Linked DNA regions of Mus musculus: all the other regions are linked to region 1. Evidence: chromatin contacts called from public promoter capture Hi-C data. All regions are on one chromosome and are shown on one strand. The core of a region is the stretch at or near the end of the contact, and the rest is flanking DNA. Distances in the headings are between cores, read along the strand shown. Region 1 holds the start of Pramel12 (PRAME like 12). Region 2 holds the start of Camta1 (calmodulin binding transcription activator 1). Region 3 holds the start of Vamp3 (vesicle-associated membrane protein 3).

Region 1 (4,045 bases), core at 957-3,456:
CCCAGGACAGCAGACATAGACATGGTGCATACACATATACAGGCAAAACACCCATACACAAATAAAATTTTTAAAAAAAACAGATTCAAAATAATTTTGAGGTGAGGTTGTTTGGGTTTGATCCCAGGGCCTGGCCCAAACTAGACAAGCACTCTGCCAGTAGGCTGCATTCCTAACTCATTTGTTTCATTTTATGTAAACAAGGTCACCCCAGTCTAGCCCAGAACTGGAGATCACGCTTCATTGTGTTTCTAGGGCTGGAATGCCAGAAAGAAGTAAGCAGCCCACCTGGCTTCTTTTTATTTTAATTTGGATCAAGGTCAAGTTAAATTATCCAGGCTAAACCAACTACATTCCTATAGCTTCAGTCCTCAGACGAGATGGGACTTGTAGTCCTGTGCCATAAAACCTCTTCAATCCCAACGCCAAGGAAGCAGCAGAGGCAGGCAGGTCTCTGTGAGTTTGAGGCCAGCCTGGTCTTCAATGCTAGTTCCAGGACAGCAGGGGGTACAAAAGAAACCCTGTCTCTGAAAAATTTAAAAAAAAAAAACAAAAACAAAAAGTGAAAGAAAGAAAACAAATCTCAATTTAGATCTCAAATTTCAAAACATTAACTTTTGTAAAATTTAAGGAATTTCAAGCTAATCAATCAAATGTAGAGTTAGAAGGTCAGGGGTTCAACTGAGACCAGCCCAAGCTTAACGAGACTCTGTCTTTAAGAAATTTTAAAGTCAGTGGGCAACACTAGCTAGACATGGTAGTGCATGCCTTAAAACCAAAGCCTTAAAACCAAATACTCAAGAAGCAGATGCAAATGGATCTCTGTGCATTCCAGGTCACCCAGGGCTACAGAGAAACTCTGCCTAAAAAAAAAAAAAAAAAAAAAAAGTAAGAATGTAAATGAATAAAATCCAAACTCTAAGAAGATGGAATTAAAAGGATCAGATAAGACTATGTCTTCAAAATAAAATGAAATGAAAATTTTAAAATGTGAAGTCAGATATGATGAGACTACATGTGAATTCTACCATATTCTGCATGTGACTCTGTCTCTAAAAAGAAAAATTAAAATAAGCCTTAAATATTGAATCATTAATTCAACATTCAGAGGGGTGAGGCAGTCTGAAGCCAACCTGAGCTAGACTAAGGCCCCATCTAAAAAAACAAAAACAAAAACAAAAAACAAAGAAAAAATTTAACTTGACACAAACCAAGGTATAATTCTAGATATTCCATTAACTTTCAGCTTGTAGTTCCAGCTTGGGGAGGCAGATGCAGAACTGCCAGGTAATTTAAAAGCACTCTTGGCTGATCTGCGTTCTAGGTGGGCCTGGGCAGCAAAGTAAGGTCATGCCTCAAATAAAATAAAATAATAAATGAAACCAGCAAATTAAGGTCGAAGATGATGGCAACCATCACTATTAGTAAACTCAATGCCTGCGATCTGTTCCTGGGAAGAGAAGAAATCAGAGTTCCTTTGGCATCTTGGGTCAAGTGGCCCTCAATCAAAACTGTGCCCTTCTGGAGGTGACTGACTTACCAGAAACAAGAACTGATGGCAGAACTCAGAATCCCAGCAGGCCCAGGCAGTCAGTCCAAGCTCGGACTCCAAGTGCTGGTGAGTGTCTTCCCGAGCTTCTCTAAAGCTTTTATAGCCATCTTCACTTCAAACTTCCGGCCTGAGGCGTTTTCATCCGTCTCGCACTTCCGGCCTGCAGCGTTTTCATCCGTATCTGTCTCGCACTTCCGGCCTGAAGTGTTTTAGCCGTATCCGGTCCCACACTTCCGGGTTCCGTTTTATACTTCCGGCCTGAAGCGGTTTTTATTTTTTTGTTTTTCGGCGGTTTGTTTTTTGTTTTTTGTTTTCTTTTTGGTCGCCCCTCCCCCGGCTCGGTCCGCGTATTCTGTCTCACATTTCCGGTTTGTAGTCCCGCCTGTCAACCACAAGCCGTCCTCTGATTGGATGACTGAGTTTCCGCCACGTCTGGGCGTTTTCTGTTTCTGTATTGATTGACAACATAGTCTCCGTGGAAAAGGAAAAAAAAAAAAGAAAGAAAGAAAAAAACAGCCGGGAAAACCGCGCACATCCGCGGAGAGGCAGATGCAGGCGGATCTCTGGGGAGGTAAAGCCAAATTCACGGAGATGAGGGAAAAAAATCCTGAAAGCCGCGGAAGCGGTTCACGCCCTTAATCCCAGAACTCCTGTGAGCGATTCAGGCGGATCCCTGTGACGTCCGGAGCAGCCTGCTCTACGTAGAGCTCCAATACAGCCAGGACTACATAGTGAAACTCTGACTCAAAAAATAATAATTTAAAAAAAAAAACTGAGATTCCGTGAAAGTCAAAAGCCGATGCGTTAATTCACTTCATTCAATTTGTTTTCTGTATTTGCTTTACTTATTTATTTTCTTGTTAATTCACTTGGTTCTGCATTTCTTTCATGAATGAAAAAATAATAAACTAAGGACATGGCTGCTTCTAAGTATGGTGGAGGAGGAGGTTTATTGTAGGGGAAAAGGGAAGCATAGGCAGACAGCTGGGGGAGTTCAGAGTGGACATAACCCCTGAGCCATAAGACCCGGGTGCTGTGGCCAAAAGGTAAAAAGGGGGCAGGTAACTAAAATGGCTGGGTTATATAGAGAAGGGCAACACAAGCTGGAGAATTTGGGGTAGAAGGTGGAGTGTGCCAGCCATACCCTGTAACAAGGGGTACTGGGAGAACGTGGCAGCCTGGTCCACATTGATATGTTAAATAGGCACCTCAGCCATTTATTTGAGACTTAGAGTTTCAGAGGTGGAATCTTGCTCAGTACCTAAGGTTGATTTGGAACTCCAACTCTTAGCCAGTCTCCAGTCTCCACCTTCCTCTGGGGTTGAGCCAAGAGGAAGTTGTGAGCCAACATACCTGGCGGAATTGTATTCATTTGTGGCCCACTTAGTTCTAAGTATGAGTCACTGGGGATAGGAGTTTTAATCTGTGCCTGACGAATAGACATTTCTTAAAGCTGATATTATTATTGGCAAAGTTACGAATATGTTCTGGATCAGGGCCTGAGCTGGATGCTCTCTACCAGTCATCTGCTGTGGCATCTTCTCAGAAGGCAGGAAGATGTTCCCATTAATACTGCAGTAAGTGGCCTGGGAAGAAAGCTCAGTTTATAGAACAGTTGCTGCCCAGTATTCTCAAAGGTGCACTGTCCAGCAAGCACTGCATGCACCAGACAGACACTGTGGGGCATACTTGTAATCTCAGAACTAAAAAGTTAAGAGTTAGGAGGATCAGTTCAAAGTCATTTTTCCCCAAGCTTCATTGCCGGCCCAGGCTATATAGACCCTTACTCTCAAACGATGAAGAAACTTGCCTTTGAGAACAAAGGTTTTCCACATTAGGTTTTCCAGAAGGTAGAAGATGCTTCAGAAAGTGTCAGCCAGCACACTGGCTAGAGAACATGCAATAGAGAGTGGGGGCTGTGGGGTGGGTGAAATGGCTCATAGGTAAGGAGACCTGCCACAGCACTAGACTATTGGGTTCAGTCACACACTTAAGTGCTGGAAGAAGAAAACTGACTCTTGGGCTTGCCCTCTGACCTCCACATACACCCACAGACATACAGAAAATACACATACTTTTTTTTAAAAAATGAAAAGGAAGGTAAAGCCAGAGTGATAGCTCAAGCTTATATCTCAGCACTCAGGAGGCTGAAGAAAGCTTGCTACAAGTTTTGGGTCTAGCCTGGACAACATACTAAAACTCAGTTTCTAGTAAACAGCTAACACTGGAAGCAGGACCTCAGTGCCACAGGGTATCTTGCCATCAGACCTGAGGGCTTAGGTGATAATAACCTAGAAGCTCTGGAGTTAGGAGCTGTGGCAGCCTGGGATATCAGAGAGCAAGCACACAGTAGAGAAAGGCAGTACCTCTCTGGCAGTGTGGTTGGTAGCACCTGAAAGTTTTGGTTTTGTTTGTTTGTTTGTTTTGCTTTGTTTTAATATAGAGTCTCTTTACATAATCCTGCCTGTTCTGGAGCTCACTGTGTACTGACTT
Region 2 (4,045 bases), core at 1,066-3,565, 8.4 Mb before region 1:
GTCACAACACTCTCCAGACTGAGCCACATCCTTAGCTCTCAAATGCAGTATTCTGTACCGTCATTCTGTTATATTTGTAAATGAACACCAAAAACTTGAATATCTCCCGGGCCTCCAGCAATAAGTGATTGTCCACTTCTGACAATTTATCTGTTAAACAGCCAACATTAGCACTTTGGGACGTGTCCACTTAAAAAAATACGTTATTATTTTTTTAACTATGTGTATGAATGAGGGATGTACAGGTATATGTGGTATATATGAGGGATGAGCACGGGTGGTTTAGAGCCGGAGCCCCTGGCAGTTCTGAGCTGTCCAGTGTGGGTGCTGGGAACGGGGCTGGGGTCCCCTGGGAAAGCCGATTGAGCCTCTCACTGTGGAGCCACCTCCCCAGCCTTCAGCGTTCATTTCTTTGTTGTAACAAACACAGTGATTAGTGAAGAACACCGTCACACACTGAGCAACCCCACACCCAATTTGGAGTTATTTCCTTAGAACAGATTCTCAGAAGTAAGATTACTAGGTCAAAAGATGTAGATATTTTTACGGCTTTTAATACATACTGTGAAATTGCTTTTTGAAAGAGTTATTCTAACTTACAACGCCACCAGCGTTTCCAGAGGCAGGTTTCCGCTCCCAAATCGTCTACACTAGTGCTATTAAGAATGCTAATCGATAAAATACTGTACCCTGGTTGTTAAAAATTTCGCCTTTTTTTTTGAGGCTCATAAAATTAAAGTTTGTTGAAGAATGAGTATACAATACAAAACATTCTTTTGGGACATCTTTATTTTTGGAACAACCTAAGCAATTCTCAACGGTGACCATCATAAGAAGACCACACGTTGTTAGGATTGGCACAGACTGGCTTTGACGATCAATCCTAACGCCAAAACACTCGATCGACTTTTCAGTGTTTCTGCTAGTAGCAAACGGAGAGAGAGAGAAAAAAATGTTGAGGAATCAAACAGTGCAAGTTTACAGAGAGGATCTGGAGCTCAGCTGCTTTTCATTAAAGTGCATTCTCCTTCCTTCCCTCCCGCTTCCCTTCAGTGCACCTGCAGAATCCCTGCATGGTGTTTGCCCTCCCTCTTCTCCTTCCCTTTTATTTTTCTATGTGCGGAATTCCTGCACTCTGCCCTTCCCCTCCCTCTCTCCTTCCATCCTTTCCTCTATTTTCTGGCCACGTTCAGAGCCCCTGATTTCTCTCGAGAAGGCGCAGTACTTTGCAGCTCTTCTGGCCCGGGCTTGTGTCTGCAGGGCGTGCGAATCTCTCCGGTGTGGACCTACAGGCAGGAGAGCTGCGCGGAGCTGCGGCTGGAACCCGACCGAAGCGCCGGGAGCCCGGGAGGGATTGGCTAGGCTAGCCGAGGTCGAGCGTTCCGAGCCCTAGATCCGCGGCTGCAGCCTGGGACAGGCACCTATGACTCATCGGCTCCGCCGGTCACATGGGCAACGTGACCAAAATAAAGTTTCAGTATTTTAAGCCGCTAGAAAAGGGGACAGAGGAGCGCAAGGCAGGCGGGAGCGTAGGGTGGCCGCGGGGACGCTGCGCCGGCCGAGGGGGCGGGGCTGAGGCCAGGAAGGGGCGGGATTTGGCCGAGGGGCGTGGTCTGCCGGGAGGTGCGCCCCTCCCCCGTGTCGGGCAGCGACGCCCCGACTCTCGGCTAAACGGTTCGGGAACGCTGTGAACCGGCACGCCTCGGTGCCTTACGTATCCCTCCGGCAGGGCCGCCCCCCGCCAGCGCCGCAGGCTGCGGGATCCCGGAGATCCCAGCGTGTCCTCCGAAGACACCGGGACCCCCACGCGCCAGCAGCGGCTTCCCCGGGAACGTCCTTCAGCTCCCGGAGCACGCGGGAAAAGCCCCAGCACACCAATGAGCGAGCGCCTTCCTCATGACGGTCACGCTGGGGGGCGGGGCTTCCCACAGCCGTTCCCGAGTTCCGGGAACCCCCTTTGATTGGTCTGGACGGCTTGGGAAACACTGTAGTGACGTCCAATCAAAACACCACGTCTCGGCCTCGAGGAAATATTCCGTGTCAGCCTCATCCTGATTGGGCCATCCTTTCGACCTCTGTCCACTAGGAAGCTTTGTTTAGGTCTGGAGGGCGGGTTTTCCCGGGAGTGGGTGGGGAGGGGGCGTTGATTCCAGGCCAATCACTTTAGTCGGTGCGGTGGTGATCAGCCAATGGACAGGGTGGATAGGACGCTCCTCCCGGAGAGTAGTGAGACCCCTGGTGCGGTCCGATTGGTCGCGGGAGCCGTGACTGGCAGACGCACCAACCAGTGGGCGCTGTGCGTGGGCCGCGGGGCGGGGCCAGGGCGGGTGCGCGGCGGCGGCGGGGTGGCTGGGCCGGCGGCGGCGGCGGTACGAGGCGCGCGCTCGGGGTCCCGGTCGCGAGGAGGAGGAGGATGTGGCGCGCGGAGGGGAAATGGCTGCCGAAAACAAGCCGGAAGGTGAGAGCCGGAGCGTGAGGGCCCGGGGCTGTCAGGGTGGCGGCGACACGGCGAGCCCGGGGCCGCGCCGGACATCCCGGGCATCGGCGGCGCGGGGCGCGAGCGCGGGGGCGCGGCGGGCGCGGGGAGGGCGCCGGCGGGGTGGGGGGGGCGGAGCGCGGCCGAGTCCTGAGGTGACTCGCGGGCCGGCCGAGCGGGGCGCCCCGCACCCAGCCCCGGGGGCGGCAGGCCGGGGCGGGGGGCGCGCGGGGCGGGGGCCGGGCCCAGCGAGGAGGAGGAGAAGCCGCGACGCCTCCCGCACCCGGCCCGGGGCATCCCCGCCGTGTCGGTCGGGGTGTCAGGGGGCCGCGGGGCGGAAAGTTTCCCGGGCCGCGGGGGCTCGCGGGCACCGGTGCCGGCGGCCGTAGCGGCGTCAGGGCCGGACGTTCCCCTCCACAGCCCCCCTCGGGCCGCGCGGCGCCTCCTAGCGCCGGCGTGGGGGGTGTCCCCGCGCGGGTCCCCGCCAGGGGGCCCCCCTCGTGCCGAGCGCCCCTCGGCCGAGGCCCCGGGCGACCCCTCCCCCAGCAGGGCCGGGGTCCTCGCGCGGCCTCCCCGCCCCTCACAGCATGCTCTTCCACACTTGCCCTTGCACCCTCACTACCGGGAGGGTGGGGTCTCCACACTGCCATGCCCTTTACCTTCCGTGACCCCGATCCTCTCCGAGCACTGAGGGTTCCGTGTCAGCCTGTCCCCTTTTTGAGGGGACTCTCGTGGGGCCGCGGAGCCTCTGCACGCTGGGTTAATCTTTTTTTTTTTTTTTGGCCAGGACAAGGGGACTCGGGGCTACCCATGTTCTTCCTTCTTAGCTCACCCAGTGGCTTGTGGGGCCCTGTGCAGCTCTGAAGTCATTTCTAAATAGGCAGGCAGACACTTCTTCCAGATCTGTACTCTTTCCGTACACTTTCCTGGGTTAGGGTGAGCTCATTTCCTGAACACCCTTCGAGTTGCCCTCTTTCTTGTTGGGAAAACCGGACGCTCCAATGCTCCTCTCCCTAGCTGTCTGCCTCTCTCCTTGGAGTTCCCTGTCTGGGCCAGGGTGGGCGCCCCAGTAAGATGTAGGGCAGGCAGGACTTCCGATGTGCCTACCACTTGAGTGTAAGGGACCTCAGTACTTGTTTCTTGCAGGAAAAGAAGGATCTATTGCTTCCCGTTCACTCTTGGATCTTAGGGGGCACCCTTCACCAGTTAACACTATCCCACTGGGAAAAGGGTCCAGTGCCCTTGAATTTGGTGTTCTGATTCCTGTCTTCTGAGCAGAAAGAACCAGACTTTATGCATCCCACTCTCAAGAAGTCTTTGAATCTTTCTTGGAAATAAACTTCCCAATTCTTCTTTTTTTTTTTTTTTTCTGAGAGAACTCAGACCCTCCTTATGGCTCCTGTTTCCCAGTCAGCCATATTTAGTGAGCCTGTTACCTTGACTTTCTCTAATTTTCTCAAATTGTATTCATGTTGGCTGGGTAAGGAGAAGCCATATGCCTTTCTATCCAGAATAGGGAGTGTAGACACCCTTGTCGCCCACATGCCATTTGAGAAGAGGTAGCTTGTG
Region 3 (4,045 bases), core at 516-3,015, 7.6 Mb before region 1:
ATGTCTCCTTTTTTGTAAGTTTTATTTTTGTAATTGTGCATGTAAAGCATCATTGAGTCAATGGATCTGTTGAAGAACTCAGCTGCTGGAAACCATGCAAAATGTTTTGAATTGCCCTTAAAAATATGGAAAATGTTTTCTGAATGCTTTATATTCTTTCTGCTGTAAATTAAAAATGAAGAAAATTTCCCCATATTATCTGTGTTTTGCTTTAACCTGATCTGAAATCCAAGGTGTTGACAGTGAGGTCATAGTTAGAACTGGAAGTATTATTTTACTTTCCACATGCAGTGTTCTCCCACCCAGCCTTTCACTTAGAGCCACTTTCCCAAAGCACTTCCTTTCTACCTACCTTGCCTGGTTCCTTAACACATCGATTTATTTTAAATGCAGTTACTTGGAAGATAAGGATCTCAATTTTAAATTAACCTTTCTCATGTAGCTCAGAGTACCCATGAATTCCCAACGCTTAAGCTTAAGGGTGACATTGAACCTCTTAACCTTTTACCTAAAAGCTTTCGTTGCGATTATGGGTGTGCTAACAGCCTGGGTCTACGTGGTTCTGGGGATCAAACCCAGGGCTGCATATTAGACAAGCACTCTGCCAACTAAGTACACTCTTTAGCTCTACTAGGTAGTTGGCTGGGTTGTGTGTGTGTGGTTTTTGTGTGTGTTTTTTTTTTTTTTAAGACCCTTTCCAGCTTACCTCACAAGGCCTCCCTGCTAGGTATTCTTCGTCACTGTTCCAGTCCTCTTGGCTGTAGAGTTCTGTTATCTCTCTGGTAGGACTTCACTTCTGATCTACCTCAGAACTAGTGCCAGTTTCACACTCTGAACCTCCCACCAGGAGCCCACTGCATTTTCTGTTCACTGTTTAAGCCCGGCCCCACACTCTCCATTTCCTCCTATCCAGAATGGTTTTTATAACTACTACTCAACCTAGTACCCACTGGTGTGGCGCTCTTTAATTGCAACACACACCTTTGGGAGTTACCATGCTGAAGTGGAAAAATACCTTAGTGTATTTCATTGAGTGAATCCACCAACGGAGTTTATTTAGTCTGTTTTAGACCTTGTTGGGATTCTTTTCCACATAACTACTCACCCCCGTTGAACAAAAATTGAGTGTCGTCTCCGCAAGGGCCAGGGAATTACAGAAATGAAGAACCTTACAGTTCTCTAAGCCAAGGCTCCCTTTAGGGATTTAATATCCGTGCAATGGCAAATATTTGTCATGTGAGAACCTGAGAGGAGACTTCTCCCAAATCCTGTGGCCAAGACTCCACATGGACTTCCTACTGCCTCTTTCTCAGAAAAGAACTTTGTCTCCTCAGGACCACTAGATTATTCTGGAACGTTAGGCACGTCCGCTGTTTCTAACATGAGAGACAAGGTATGCGGGCTCACAGTAATGTAAAACGTACCCATTCTCACTCTAAACTGCCTTTCCAGGGCTAGAGACAGGGCAGCAGAGACACTGCAGGGAGCTGCTGTGATTCCTTGGCGGCGAAGAGCCCAGCCCAAAGGCGCAGGCGCCGCGCTCTAGCCCCGCCCACTTGTCCACCGAGAACGCCCGCCCACTCGTCAGCGCCGGCGCTACTTCAGCGCAAGCTCTGGCCCCTCCCACTCCGCTCTGCTCCGAGGTGACAGCCCGCGCTGCGCCCGGCTCGATTCCTATCCCGCCCATTTCCGGCGCGCCCCTGGCGACTAAGAGCGCGTCGCGGGTTCCGGTCCGGCCACCGCTCGTGACGTCACCACGGCCCCGCCCATCTCCTCAGCCTCGGTTGCCTGCAGCGCGAGTCCGTCGACCCTCGGCCATTCGCCGCCGCCACCGCCGCCAAAATGTGAGTGACGCGCTGCGCTGAGAGGCGAGGCGGGCTCCGGGGATGGTGGCCCACTCCTGCGACCCGCTTCAGGCGCGGTGGCCGCTGCTTGACACTCGGACTCGAGTGGAGGCCTCGCAGGCCTACGCGCGGAGTCCCGGGGCCTGAGGTGGGCAGCGGCCCCGCGGTGCACCCTGTCCCCGGACGCTGCGGGACGAGTCGTGGCGCCGCGACGTCCCCGAGTGCCCCGCGGACGGCGGGCAGACGCGGAAGGACGGGGGTGGGGACACCGCCTGACCGAGGAAGCGGCCGCCACACCCCGCGGCTCCTTCCTCGCGAGGGGCGGGAGCGAGCGTGAACGCTCACTCTGTGCGCGGGGTGCGCCCGGCAGGAGCGGGAGACCTGAGGTGGCCGGGAGCCCGTCGTAGGCCAGCGTTTGGCGCTCCCGACGCATCTGGGCAATGGGTTTCTCTTCCGTTTTAAGCCAGCACACTCTGGTTTTAAAATTGGTTTCTAATTGCAACCTTCAGCCAGAATTGTTGTCACCACTTAAGATGTACCTGGTCAGACTGCTGAGCAAATGGCAGTGTCCGGTCCACACTCAAGAGGATTAAATTGGTTCAGTTCAGCCAGCCGCATGTTCAGCCTAAGTTTTAATAAGATGGGAAGGATCGTAGTATCCTCTTTAGTGATATTAGACTTTAAAGAGAGAAAAAATAAATAACATGGATAGTGCTTCCAGAGCACGGTCCTTACCTGTTTAATTTTCGGACCCTGAGTTATGTGAGACAGCCATCAGTGATGTGTCCTTGGTGGTAGACACAGTGCAAACTTTAAAAAGTGCTGTGAGTCAACCCTAGAGTGACAGTTGTGTAGGAAGGCAAAAATTGGAAGCTGTTTTAGATACAAGAGTTTAATGGAGGCAATAAGGACTTAAAAACCAGAGTACTTGTGAAAAGTGGGGATGAGTGAAAATCCAGACTCACTGAACCTATGAGAGATGAATGACTTTCCAACAGAGACAGTTGCTTCAGCCTCCTTCCCGTTCATACAGACCCCCTCCATGCACTTTGAACCTATTTCTTCATATTGTCTGTTCTGTGATTGTTCCTAATTATCAGCCACAACAAAAAGATCAGGAGTCTACTTTAAACATCTGTGTGTCTTAAAGCAAGTTTAAAAAAAAAAAAAACCCACACTTTATTGACATAGAACAGATCTTGTTAAATATTTGTTTCAGACTTTTATCACTATCAAGTGATACAGTCTTAAGAATTATTGAGGGGTTATAAAAACATATTAGTGCCTTTATTTTTTACCTTGGGACTTTTAAGAAATAACTGCAGTGTAAGGAGTTAAGACTGCGTCCCACCATAACAGTTTATACACACAAACAGGCCATGGTATACTTGAGAGCAAAGGACACTTGAGAGCAGAGAACAACCTCACATGTCAGTCCTGGCTTTCCACCTTATTGGAGACACTATCTCTTGTTCAGTGCTGCATGTATCAGGTGAGCTGGCCCTCAGGCTTCCAAGACTCTCATGTGTCCACCTCCCATGTCATGGTTGGAGCATTGGGATTATATATTAGCTTATCAAGTGCACTGGGAATTACAGTGTACTCATACTTGTGACTTTATACCTTTCAGGTCTACAGGTGTGCCTTCGGGGTCAAGTGCTGCCACTGGCAGTAATCGAAGACTCCAGCAGACACAAAATCAAGTAGATGAGGTACCACTCTAAAATTTTAAATGTGACTTTTAAACAAACATGGGAATTCTCTAGAATTTTATTTAGAAAAAGAGTCGTTGGAGCTAGAAAGATGTCTCGGGAGTTAAAAGAACACTTACTTGTTCTAGCAGAGGATCCACCTGGGTTCCAAGCACTCTCATTTGTATCACGAAACTGCTTGTAACTGCCTCCAAGGGCACATGCATGCACCTGTACACACAGACACAAGCATGTAATTATTTTTTTAAAACATTAGAGAAAAAAGGCATCAGCAGTGTGTGGGCATAAATTTTGACTATATCAGAAGTCATCTTTTTAAACGTGTATTTAAAGGGCAATAGTACAGATTCTGCGAGAAACTCAGACAAGTATTTCCATATTCTTTTTGTTTAGGTTTATTTTTATTTTATGTATATGATGCTTTGCCTGAATGTTCTAGAAGCCATCTTCTAAGCACAAAGGAGACTCTTCCTGGTTTCATACTAATTT

What was found. Promoter capture Hi-C pulls out the DNA fragments that hold promoters and counts their contacts.
Region 2: a promoter capture Hi-C map of pre-B cells shows a contact between it and region 1, with 7 times the contacts expected there. The contact joins the promoter of Camta1 here to the promoter of Pramel12 in region 1. A contact is called at or near these places in 3 of 39 promoter capture datasets (the C10 cell line and pre-B cells) and 1 of 484 Hi-C or Micro-C datasets (CD4 T cells).
Region 3: a contact with region 1 is called in a promoter capture Hi-C map of pre-B cells, with 3 times the contacts expected there. The contact joins the promoter of Vamp3 here to the promoter of Pramel12 in region 1. A contact is called at or near these places in 1 of 39 promoter capture datasets (pre-B cells) and 2 of 484 Hi-C or Micro-C datasets (B cells and pre-B cells).

The regions. Positions count from the first base shown.
Region 1 is chr4:143,410,587-143,414,631 of GRCm38.p6, reverse strand. Pramel12 (PRAME like 12) reads right to left here and starts at 2,206. Exons shown (of 5, transcript NM_172877.3): 1 at 1,541-2,206.
Region 2 is chr4:151,860,038-151,864,082 of GRCm38.p6, reverse strand. It overlaps Camta1 (calmodulin binding transcription activator 1), which reads left to right and starts at 2,315. Exons shown (of 24, transcript NM_001081557.3): 1 at 2,315-2,458. The coding sequence starts at 2,414. The region is part of intron 2 of Gm42357 (a long non-coding RNA gene); the gene reads right to left. It overlaps 9230110K08Rik (a long non-coding RNA gene), which reads right to left and starts at 2,339. Exons shown (of 2, transcript XR_390981.3): 1 at 1,226-2,339; 2 at 772-919.
Region 3 is chr4:151,055,673-151,059,717 of GRCm38.p6, reverse strand. It overlaps Vamp3 (vesicle-associated membrane protein 3), which reads left to right and starts at 1,765. Exons shown (of 5, transcript NM_009498.4): 1 at 1,765-1,844; 2 at 3,475-3,556. The coding sequence starts at 1,843. It overlaps Gm38529, which reads right to left. Exons shown (of 2, transcript XM_017320565.2): 2 at 662-3,766. The coding sequence starts at 2,277. The coding sequence ends at 1,708. It overlaps Camta1 (calmodulin binding transcription activator 1), which reads left to right. Exons shown (of 24, transcript NM_001081557.3): 24 at 1-195.